Regions from separate parts of the Mus musculus genome. Here region 1 is linked to region 2. Evidence: chromatin contacts called from public promoter capture Hi-C data. All regions are on one chromosome and are shown on one strand. The core of a region is the stretch at or near the end of the contact, and the rest is flanking DNA. Distances in the headings are between cores, read along the strand shown.

Region 1 (5,418 bases), core at 134-2,633, 220 kb after region 2:
GTGTTTAGTGAGCTAGATTTCTGGAGTTTCCCCGCCCCAATTTGGGCACTGTCTACCCATATACCATGTTAGAACATGGGGAAGCCAACATCAGTCCTTGCAACACTGCCTCATTTTCAACTGTTAACAAAACTTCTGGGGCATGTTCTATGTGAAATTGTTACGGAAACATTCTGGTTGACTTGTAAGATTGTTTAACGTTACTAGGTTTTGTTTTGAACCAGGTCTTAAGGACTGGAGACTTAATGTAACCCTGTGAACTTTCAACAGATACGTGCCATTCCCATCTTTAAATTTTAACACCAAGTACTAAGAGGTGGCAGGATGTGCGAAGTGACTTCCAAGGCAGAGTCCCTTCGCTCGCTGTTCACTCCTGTTGGAAATCACAGGAGAGGACCAACTGAGGGAGTCTCGAAAGCCTTTGGAAGGCGCGGCCCGCACAAGGGCCACCGAGAACCCCCTGGAAAGCCCTTTCCACGGTCATCCCCCGGGCCTCTGCCAGAGTGCAGGATGCGGGAGGTGATCGGTGCCAGTGCCTGGGCCGCAGGACCCCATAGGAAGGCGATGAGGGCTATGGATGCAGGAAGTAGAGCTGCGTGCGCCGGGCCGCACTCCTGCCACACACCTCCGGGCGGGCTTGCCCCGCCGAGGCAAGAGTGGAGAACTGCCCGAAAGCAAAGATCAGGATTAACCTGAGAAGGCGCCCTTGCAGAATACTCCTGAAATTGGCAGGGCCAGCCCAAATCAGTGCGACGCCCGTTGGTGGAGGTGGCGGAGGGGGCCTCCGGCCGCTCTGCCCGAGGCATGGCCGTGCTGGTCCCCAAAGCCGGCGGTCCAAGCCAAGGTCATAAAGCTCCACGACCCGTCCACCTCCCACAGTTACCCTCGGTTAGCCGGCCCCCCACTCCCGGTCCCCGGAGCTCGGCCCGCCGCGCGGCCTCAGTTTCCCCGCGGGCCCCGGCCAGGGCGGGGGCGTGGCGGACCCGGAGGCGGGCCGCGTACCTGTGGAAGGAGACAGCGCGTTTCTCGCCCTTGCCCTGCCTGTTGGAACAGTTCACGGCCGCGCAGCAGATCACCATTGCGGGCCTCGGTCGTGAGCGCCGCCAGGCTCCGATCCTTGCCGCCCGCCCGCTGGCCCGACCCGCCCCGAGGGAGCGCGGCGACACAGCTCGGGACGTGGGCCGCGGCCGAGCCGTACGGCAAGATGGCTGCGCGCTGCCGCCCGCACCACGCTGCGCTCGGACTGCCCGGCCACGGCGCCGGCGTCGCGGCCGCAGCGGGCGGTGAGTCCGTACCGAGACATGCGCGGGTGGCTGTCTGTACGGAAAGATGGCGGCGCCGGAGGAGCGCAGCTCGGGCCGGCTCCCGGGTGTTCCGAAGCGGCGGCGCGGGCCGGGGGCGGGGCGGCCGCGTCCGGTTAGGAACCACACGCGCCGAGGCCCCACCCCCCGCGTGCCCACCGCCGTACGGCGAGATGGCGACGCCCGCGCTTCCGCTGCGCCGCGCTTGGCTGCCGCGGCTTCCCGTCGCCGTGTCGCGCAGTAGTCCGTCGGAGCGACGGCACGGTCAGTCGGCAGCCGGACAGGGAAGATGGACGCAGGTAAGGAGGGCGGACGCCTGCCCTGTCGCGGGCGGGCTCCCGTGGCCGCCCGCTGGGGCGGAGGCCGGTGTGTTGGGCTGGGCGGGCCGCGCCTCCCCGCAGCGCTCAGTACCGGGTTCGCGGGGCCACTCGTCAGCGCCTCGGCCTCCGGCGCTCGGCCGCGGCCCTCGGGGAGCGTCCCAGCCTGTGGGCTCGCGGCTGCGGGCGTGAGGGCAGGGAGTCTGAGGGACGCATCAGGACGCGGGCACCCTGGTGCCCGGAGAGGACCGGTGCGCCGCGAGGGTGGGCCTTGCGGTGTCCATTGAAGAGCCGACCTCTTTAACTTCTGTCAAGTTGTTGGCCGCTGGTCCAGCTACCACAACATGCACATCTTTTGTCTTTGAAGTTCAATAACCTGTGTAGGTGAGCCCCGCTCCTGTTCTGACAGCGGATCAGTCACATGCTACTTTGACTTCTTGAGGTCCTAATACTGGGTTAAGTGTGGGTGGGTTTTGTTTGTTTGTTTGTTTGTTTGTTTTTAACTGACTCTTGCTTCTGAAGCTGGAGAGTGCGGTTCTTTGTTTATGTTGGCCAGAAGTCTTGGAGATGCAAATCTATCAAATAAGTTGTTTGCTAATAGCCCTAAAAATACCCACCCCACCCCATTCCACCCCACCCCACCCCCAACAGAGGTTCTCTCATTCCCTCAGCAGCGTTAGCGGGTTTTTTTTTTTTTTTTTGGTTTTCTTTTTCTTTTTTCCTTTTTTTAATTTAAGAGCGACCTGCCTTCAAGAATCCACTCCTTTGTGAAGGAGTCCTGCTACCTGATTTCATTGTACTTTTCTTGAATGGCGTTGCTTTTGATGGTTTTCTTCTGACAGCTGTGTTAGAGAAGTAGTCGGCTCTTACTTGGGAGTAATGCCTACAGTTAATACACATTTCAGCAGTTTATGGCATCCGTAGCTGGAGGAAGCAGGAACGTTGACTCCCCAAGATGCATGAGCCAGGTGTATATTTTTTTAAGATAATTCATTTTTTTTTTTTTTTTAGAATGAATAACTGAAGCTGTCACACCACAGTGCCTCTTGGAGGTGTGGAATGGGATAATACATTGAATTACTTAATTATCCTCTCCCCCACTTTTTTTTTTAAAGACAAGGCCTCACTGTTTAGTCTTGTCTAATATGTAGACCATGCTGACCCAAGACTCACAGAAATATATCTGCTTGCTTGTACATCCCCAATGCTGAAATTAAGTGGGTGTTTAATGCTGCTGTGAGATCAAACTCAAAAGACATCTGTGTTTGAAGACTTGTGTTAATGGTGATAAAACACTTTTTTTTAAATACAGTATGATGGTGCAATTTTTCTCCTGATATAATTCTGGGTGGCATTTTATGATCTACCTTCTGATCTCCCACCACCCTTGTAATGTTGCTTCTGGTTATTCTTATAATTGTGTGTGCTGTGTTTGTGTGTTTTCTCTCTCTTTCTCTCTCAGCAGTATCTCTCCACAAAACCCTCACTGTACTAGAACTCAGGATGTAGATCAGGCTGGCCTTGAAGTGCTGGACTTAAAAAGTGTGAGCCATCCTGCCCTACCTACCTTGATCTTTTTATAAACTACATTTGTTATTGGGTATCAGGAGTTTCAATCTAGACATTGGACTAGAAAAATGGACAAAGGAAAAGAAATGCTGTCTGAGGCCCCTGACATTCTCTACAGGAGACCAGAAGTATATAGGCCTGGATGGTGCTTATATGGGAGAGTGATGTGGGCTAGGTTATAGGTGACTGGAACTGTAGCAGGATGGACAAAAACAAATCTCACTTTGGAAGCATATTTAAAGGTTTTTTTGGATAATTCATTATTTTCCCCTTCCCCTACTCCCCTCCATCCCATCTTAAGTACACCTACCCCATGCTCTGTGAAAGTACATTCTTGTCGAGACTAAACCAAAAACTAAACCAAAAACAAAGTGGCATGGAGGTTCATGCCCCAGGAGTTCAGTGAGCTGGAGGACTGGAGAGATGGTTCAGTGGTTAGAGAACTAACTTACTGGTCTTCTAGAAGACCAGTTCAGTTCCTAGTACCTATGTTAGGTAGCCCATAATCCCCGGGACTCTAGTCCAGGGGACCCAGTGCCTAGGGCACCACACTCACATGCCCACATGCAGACATGTGCCTACACTGTTGGTTGGTTTTGGAGATGGGTTTCTGTGCAGCTCTGGCTGTCTTAGAACTCACTCTGTAGGTCAGGCTGGCCTTGAACTCAGAGATCTGCTTGCCCTGCCCCAGAGTGCTGAGATTAAAGTCATGTGCTACCTCCCTCCTCCCACACCCAGTTTAGGTTTTTGTTGTTGTTGTTTAAGTTTCACCAAAGATGGTGAAAGATGATTTAGGTTCAGTCATGAATCCTTGCTGGGTCACTGTGAGGACTCACAAGTTTATTCTGAGTAGGACTCCTTGGGAGGTTTTGAGATGAGTATGTGAAATTTAACAGACTTGCTATGGGATTTTTTAAAAACCCAACATTTTTCTTATATAATTTGTATTTATCTTTTGAGATTAAAACATAATCACATCATATTTCCCTTTCCCCTTTCTTCTTCAAGCCCCTCCCAGACATTTCCTCCTTGCACTGTGTGTGCGTGTGCCTGTATTCCTTAGTATATAAATAAAATCTGCTTAGTCTGTATATTGTTATTTGCTTGTTTGATACTGGGGAGGCTCTTCAAAGGAAGACTTTCTCCTCCTACCCTCACCGTTCCTTGGTTGACTGTAATTCTTTTTCTGGGGTTGGGGCCTCATGAGAGTTCCCCTTCCATGTTAGCATGCCTGTTGGTGTTGACCTTGTTCAGGTCTTGTTTAGCAGCTATGATAATTGGATTCTGGGTAGCTTCTCTGATATTCTAAGAGATGTGATCTCTCAGCAAACTTCCCATTCTCCTGACTTAAGGGTTTTTGGCCCTGCCTTCCCCCATAGTCCCTGAGCTTCATTGCAGGAGTTGTGTTGAAGATTTAACAGCTGGGGATGGGCACCACATGGTCACTTGTTCTCTGCATTTTGGCCAGTTTGTTCTTTTGTAGCGGTTTCCATGTGTTGCAAAGAGAGGTTCCCTTGTTGAGGGCTGAGATCTACACTTAATGTGGATCTATGGGGAAATATCTGGACTGTAGTTAGGAATTATGCTGGTGTAGTAAAGTAACAATTATAGGTTCTCCAGGTCCCAGGCATGTGTTCCATCTTACTGAGCAGGGGTGTGTGCATGTGAGTGTGAGTTGGGTAGTGCACATGCACACATGCAGTTACAAAAGAGCAGAAGTCAGGATAAAGCCTTCTTTCTACCATGTGGCATTGAGCTCAGGTATCAGGCAAGAGCTTAACCATCTCGATGGCCTTGTTCTGTCTTTTTTGTTGAGAGTGCACTGAAGAGGGTTGAAGCTGGAAGAAACATAAGGTAAGACCTGCTTCAATAAGACATGTAGAGAGGTGCTGTAAACTTGGAGATAATAGATTCTAGATGGGTGATGAAGGTCAAGACACCAGATTTTTATTTGCAAGCTGGAAGTTAAGAGGAGTGGGATGGCGCTGGGTTTTACTGTACACGATAAGGAAATTGGATGAGGGCGGGCATGCTTGGTAGAGACTTGGTTTTGGTTTTGCTGAGTGTGAGGTGTGTAGCTGGTCTTTGCTACTTTGTGGGTTCATCTCTTTCACCCTTCTCCACCTCTTTTCTTCCACCCTTTTCCTAATACTATATAGGAGAGAAAAAAGGATAGGGGGGAAGGGAAGAACTCCCTGAATAAAGTCAGGGGGCAGAAAAGTGGCACCAAT
Region 2 (5,840 bases), core at 112-2,611:
GAGCCTGTCACCCAGGATGCAGGAGAAGCACATGCGCATCAGAGTGAAGCTGCTGGACAGCACTGTAGAGTTATTTGACATCGAGGTAAGAAGCATGGGTTTTAAGGGATATTTCCTTCTAAAGTGAGATAATTCTGTACCAGATTCCTGTAAGAGGTTATGTTGTGTATTTATTCAAGTAGCCAAAAGTTGCTTTGATGACTATCCACAGTCTTTGGAAATAGTAAATCTAAGTTAACTTTCAGCTAAAATTCTGATAGGATCCATTGTTTATATTCTGTTTGTTTGTTTGTTTATATTTTGGTCTTTTGGATTTTAAAGACAGGTTTCTCTGTCTGAGGAAGTCCTGGCTGTAGATCAGGCTGGCCTCAGACTCAAAAGAGATCTCCCTGCCTCTGCCTCCCAAGTGCTGGGATTAAAAGCACATGGAACAACCACTTGGCTCCATTCTTTTGTTTTAAGAGGTTGGCTGAAGGATACAAACTGTGACCAAACTGCTTTGACTTTTACCTTCTACATTCTTCCACCTAGGTGGCTGGGCCTCAAGGCGTGTCAGCATACCTGTCTGAGCAGAGACTCAGTCTTTCTGCTCAGGATGCTGGTACAAGTACTGAATAAGCACTAGGAAGAAGGCACGTGGATGGTGTTACACAGCCAGAGGTGACATCAGTATGTAGTGTACAGTGAGGGCCTCATTCCGAAAGGGAGTGTGCAGTAAGCCTTACATTGGGAATTAGTGTATAGCAAAAATCTTAGAAATCTTAGGTGGATAGGGAGAGTGGGCCTGACATCCTGGGGCAATGTACAGTGAACTTGACATTGGAAGGAGCTATCCAGTAAGGGTCTGACACCTGGATACAGTGTATCGTGACATTGGAAGCAGTGTGCAGTGGAGAGTGTAATGTCAAAAGTGGTGCACAGTGAGTGCTGACATTCAGAGAGAGTTTACATGGTTAGTGCAGAACTTGTTCAGGTTTAACAGTAATGTTTTTGTTTAGAAGCAGAATCTTGTTGCCCAGACTGGCCTTGAACTCTATGTAGCTAAGAATGATTTGTAACTACAGTATATACTACCATTTGGTTCTAAATAATGTTGCTTATGAATATTCATCTAAAAGATTTTGGCCCTGGACAAGGAAGCCAAATTACATCATCTGGTAACTCCCCAGGTTTAGTCATGTGAGGACTTTGCTTTCTTTCAAAAGCCGCTGTGGTACTGCTTTTTGTTGCCATCAGCAGTGTTAGGGGTTCTGATTTCTCCACATTCCTCTTTGAACTTTCATTTCCAGCCATCCTAGTAGGTGTGGCAGTTAGGAAATTACTCCTGAGGCAGAGTGCGAGGATAGAGTGAGTCAGAGAGGGTGAGTCCTGACGCCGACCCGAGTCAGCACAAGCAAAAAGGGCCTCCCAGTGCAAGTGCATGAGGAGCAGGAGCAACAGCAAGACCAAGCCAGTGTGCGGCTCTGCTGTAAAGTCCCCAAGAGGGGCACTGGACAAGGACAAAGCTTATTTGTATGATTTTAAACCTTCCTAGTTTCATCTAGAGATGTTATACAGGCTTGTAGAAGAGAGAACTGAGCTGACCCCTGTGATTCTGTCTGCCTGTCTGTCTGTCTGTCTGGTTTTGACTTGGTTTTGAGTCACAGTTTTAGTCTGTAGCCCAGGTTGGCATAGAACTCACTGCATGTACAGTCTAGGCTGACCTCAAACTCAAGTATAATCTTAAACAGTTATTTAACACAACAGTAAACATGGTAGTGTGCACCTGTGCCCAGCACTCAGGAGGCTGAGGTAGAAGTACCATAGGTTGGAGACCAGCCTGAGCTACAGAGTGAGACTTAAAAGAAAATGTCATCCTCTATTGTAGCCACTCCCACTCTTCAGAGTTCTTTCTTACTTTTTCTTAATAAATGGACATTTTGTGTTCTTGTCCAAATTTCCATACACTTCTTGGGCTTGAGACGGTGAACCCAGAAGCCACCTGCTCAGGGAGACTTTGGTGGCTGTTGCTTATCTGCAACCCCAGAACCCTGACTTAAGCCCAGCAAGAGCCATGAAGAGCTCCGTCACACACAAAGCATCCATCCCATTTGGAAGTCCCCCAAATTAAATACAGCCAAGGTGTCTGTGGGGACCTAGAACACCTACACTTAAATATTCTCAGAGGTCCAGTGGAATCTAAGAATATCAAAACACTGAAAGAGACATCACAGCAAAGTTTACAAAGTGCCTCTAAGAGGCACTGTCTTAGAAGACTCAGAATGTGGTTCCTGCCCCTGCCTCAGGAAGAGCATGACTGCAGCCTCTGTTACATGACAGGTTTCTACGAATCCACACAACTCCCCCAAACACTTTCTTTTTTTTTTTTCTTTTCCTTTTCCTTTTCCTTTTCCTTTTCCTTTTCCTTTTCCTTTTTCTTTTTCTTTTTCTTTTTCTTTTTCTTTTTCTTTTTCTTTTTCTTTTTCTTTTTTGAGACAGGGTTTCTCTGTATAACCCTGGCTGTCCTGGAACTCACTTTGTAGACCAGGCTGGCCCCGAAATCAGAATTCCGCCTGCCTCTGCCTCCTGAGTGCTGGGATTAAAGGTGTGCGCCACCACGCCCGGCTTCTTGTTGGCTTTTTATGTTCTTAATATTTCAACAAACATGATCAGATTATCTGTGAAAAAAATCATTTTTTCTTTTTTAATCACTGTGCCTTTTATTGTAATATTACATTGGTTTTAACTTCCAATGCTGTGCTAAACACACATGTTGAGAGAAGATATTGTCGTCTTAATCTTAAAGCCAAACACAACTTCATTCTTAATTATATTGTTTGAGCTGGGCAGTGGTGGTGCATGCCTTTAATCCCAGCATTTGGGAAGCAGAGGCAGGCAGATTTCTGAGTTCAAGGCCAGCCTGGTCTACAGAGTGAGTTCCAGGACATCCAGAGCTATACAGTGAAATCCTGTCTTGAAAAACCAAAAAAGTATATTGTTTGCTGTTGGTTTTTCATCCTTCCTAGTGAAGTGAGAATTCTTTCCTCTTTAAAATCACGTTAAACTTTCCAAATTTTTGCACAGATTGAAGTGATCACTTGTTTTTCTTTATTAATTTATGTATTAAAACAGGGTCTCACTCTATAACTCTGGCTGGCCTAGAGCTCACTATATAGACCAGGTTGGCCTTGAACTCGAAGGCCTGCCTGCCTCCTGAGTGCTGGGACAAAAGTTATGCATCCCTGCAGCCTGGTCATTTGCTTTTCATTTATTCTGTTGGTATTATGAATTATATTGCATAGTTTTAAAATATTAAATCAATATTTTGTGTTTTACCTGTATGACTGAATCTATTATATCAGTCTTCTGGAGGAGTTCTGCCACAAAGCTTATAAGGGAATACTTGCTCTGTACCTTTCTTATAATGCCATGGCCTAGTTTTGGTATTTGGCTAATTCTAGGCTGGGTAACTGATTTAGTCTTCTTATTTCCCTCAGTTGCTGTTTAGAATCCAGCCATGCTTTGCTGGTCAGAGTTTTTACATACCAGTTACATATCAGGAGGACCCATGCTAGTTTTAACTGGCCTTTCATCATTGCCCTTCTAGCCAACCTATCTCCAAGAGCTGAAGGCTGCAGCTTCAAGGCATGCTTCACCTGTTCACTTCTCAGTCTTTGCCATCACACCAGTCATCTAGTCGCAGCCTTTCAATGGCTTCTTCTTGTCTTCTTGCTCGTGGGATATAATATAGATTTCCTAACATAGTCTGTGAAGCTGTGTGATCTCAGAGTGCCCTCCTCTTGGGATTTGGGGTTTTGTTTTGTTGTTGGTTGTGTGTGTTTGTTTGTTATTTTTTAGTTTTTTCTCTATGTAACCATGGTCTTGAACTCACAGAGATCTGCTTCTGCTTCCTGAGCACTGGGATTAAAGGTATGCACCACCACTGCCCAGCTCATATTATAACCTCAAACACCAGCATCCTGGAATCCCCAGCCTTTCATGCCTCACTTCACTGGCTAGTTTTTGTCAACCTGACACAAGCTAGAGTCATCCGAGAAGAGGGAATCTCAGTTGAGAGAATGCCCCCACAAGGTTGGCCTGTGAGCAAGCCTGTGGTACATTTTCTTGATTAATGATTTATGTAGGTGGACACATGCCATTGTGGATAGTGTCACCCCTGAGTAGAAGGTCCTGAGTCATTTGTATAGGCTGAGCAAACCATGAGGAGCAAGCTGGTAAGCAGTGTTCCTCCATTGCCTTTGCTTCAGTTTCTGCTTTGAGTTCTTGCCCTGGCTTCTGGGTGATGGATTGACTGTAAGCTGTAAGGTGAAATAGACTCTTTCCTCCCAAGTTGCTTTTGGTCATGTTGTTGTTTTTTTTTTTTTTTTCACAGCAATAAGCTAATAAGCTCACACATTCCTGTTTCTTTCAACACTCATTATGTAGCTAAGTCTTACTTATCTCTCAGGACTCTGCAAAAATGTCATTTCCTTTAGGTGGCTTCCTCTGAAACTTGTCTTAGTTAGGATTTTACTGCTGTGAACAGATACCATGATCAAGGCAAGTCTTATAAATGGCAACATTTAATTGGGGCTGGGTTTCAGGTTCAGAGGTTCAGTCCATTGTCATCAAGGCAGAAGCATGGCAGCATCCAAGCAGGCATGGTGCAGGAGGAGCTGAGCCTTCTACATCTTTATCCAAAGGAAGCCAGGAACAGACTGGGCATCCTTAGGCATCTAGGAGGAAGATCTCCAAGCCCATCCCCACAGTGACACACTTCCTCCAACAAGGCCACACCTTCTAATCATGCCACTCCCTGGGACGAACATATACAAACCATCATAAACCCTCATCAGAATATCCCTTCCTCTTCATTATTATATCTAAGATTAGACACATACAATATATTAAAAACTATATATTATTTATAACATATATATTCATTCTTGATATTTATGTATGTGGTATTGTTTGTACAAGGTCAGTCAGTGGCTGCTTTTTTAATCTGGAGGACTCTCATTTGTCTCAGTTAATTGAATGAGATATATAGTTGTAAACACTGAAGTCAACCTCCACTATAAAGAGTCTTAGTTTTGAGCCTTAAGTTTATTTTATTTATTAATTTAAAAATTTTAAAATTTATTTTATCTTGTTTTTGAGACAGGGTTTTTCTGTGTAGCCCTACCTGTCCTATAAGTAGCTCTGTTGACTAGGCTGGCCACAAACTCAGAAATCTCTGAGTACTCTGCCTCTGCCTCTGAGTACTGGGATTAAAGGTGTGTGCCACTATATCCAGCCTTAAATTTACTTTAAAACTGGGCTGTAACTTCAATTTTTTTAAAAAAACCTATTTTTAATGATGGTTCTTAAACACTCTAACCTCCCTTGTAGCCCACCACCCACCAGAGGTAGTGGCAAAGAAAGGATAACAGGGGAAGTAGACCTATTTAGAAAGGTTCTTTAGAGCAAATCCCATCTGTGTCTTGTAGAAATCAGTTCACAGGTCGGCAACAGCAGCTCAATCCACTCACAAACACTTCAGAGGTACTCCAGCAGTCCAGTTCAGTAGAGTCGGCTTTTGAGCCTCCAAATTTTGACATAATTTGCAGAAATAAACTTAGTTACCAGAATTTTATAAGTGACAGATATACCTGAAGGCTCCTAACAGTGACTGTGACTCAGTTGAAATGCTTCTGTTTGAAGAAGGCACTTCCTGTAGTGGTGGTGGTGGGGGGGAATGTTTACAGCAGATTTGGGGTGGGGTGCCCTGTGTGTGGATATAGGGTATTATCCTTATTTTAACAGACTTTTGGCTCTTAAAGATGTGATATTCCACTATCCAAAGGCTAGTCAGTGGCTAG

Evidence for each region. Promoter capture Hi-C pulls out the DNA fragments that hold promoters and counts their contacts.
Region 1: a contact with region 2 is called in a promoter capture Hi-C map of trophoblast stem cells, with 2.8 times the contacts expected there. The contact joins the promoter of Thap4 here to the enhancer-like site in region 2. A contact is called at or near these places in 11 of 39 promoter capture datasets (the C10 cell line, the HPC-7 cell line, HPC-7-derived erythroid cells and 6 more), 4 of 115 datasets of contacts at active chromatin or transcription factors (bone marrow-derived macrophages, embryonic stem cells and neural progenitor cells) and 3 of 9 other capture datasets (adipose tissue, liver and pancreatic islet).

What each region holds. Positions count from the first base shown.
Region 1 is chr1:93,753,455-93,758,872 of GRCm38.p6, forward strand. It overlaps Thap4 (THAP domain containing 4), which reads right to left and starts at 1,384. Exons shown (of 6, transcript NM_025920.3): 1 at 1,003-1,384. The coding sequence starts at 1,079. Atg4b (autophagy related 4B, cysteine peptidase) reads left to right here and starts at 1,451. Exons shown (of 13, transcript NM_174874.4): 1 at 1,451-1,600. The coding sequence starts at 1,591.
Region 2 is chr1:93,528,695-93,534,534 of GRCm38.p6, forward strand. It overlaps Farp2 (FERM, RhoGEF and pleckstrin domain protein 2), which reads left to right. Exons shown (of 27, transcript NM_145519.2): 2 at 1-85. Among named protein-coding and RNA genes, the nearest start is that of Gm41920, 8.2 kb to the right of the region's middle. Within about 2 kb of position 1,362, at least 48 of the 459 cell types and tissues checked have an H3K27ac peak or open chromatin away from gene starts, as enhancers often do. A contact at or near this core is called in trophoblast stem cells, where this site is marked.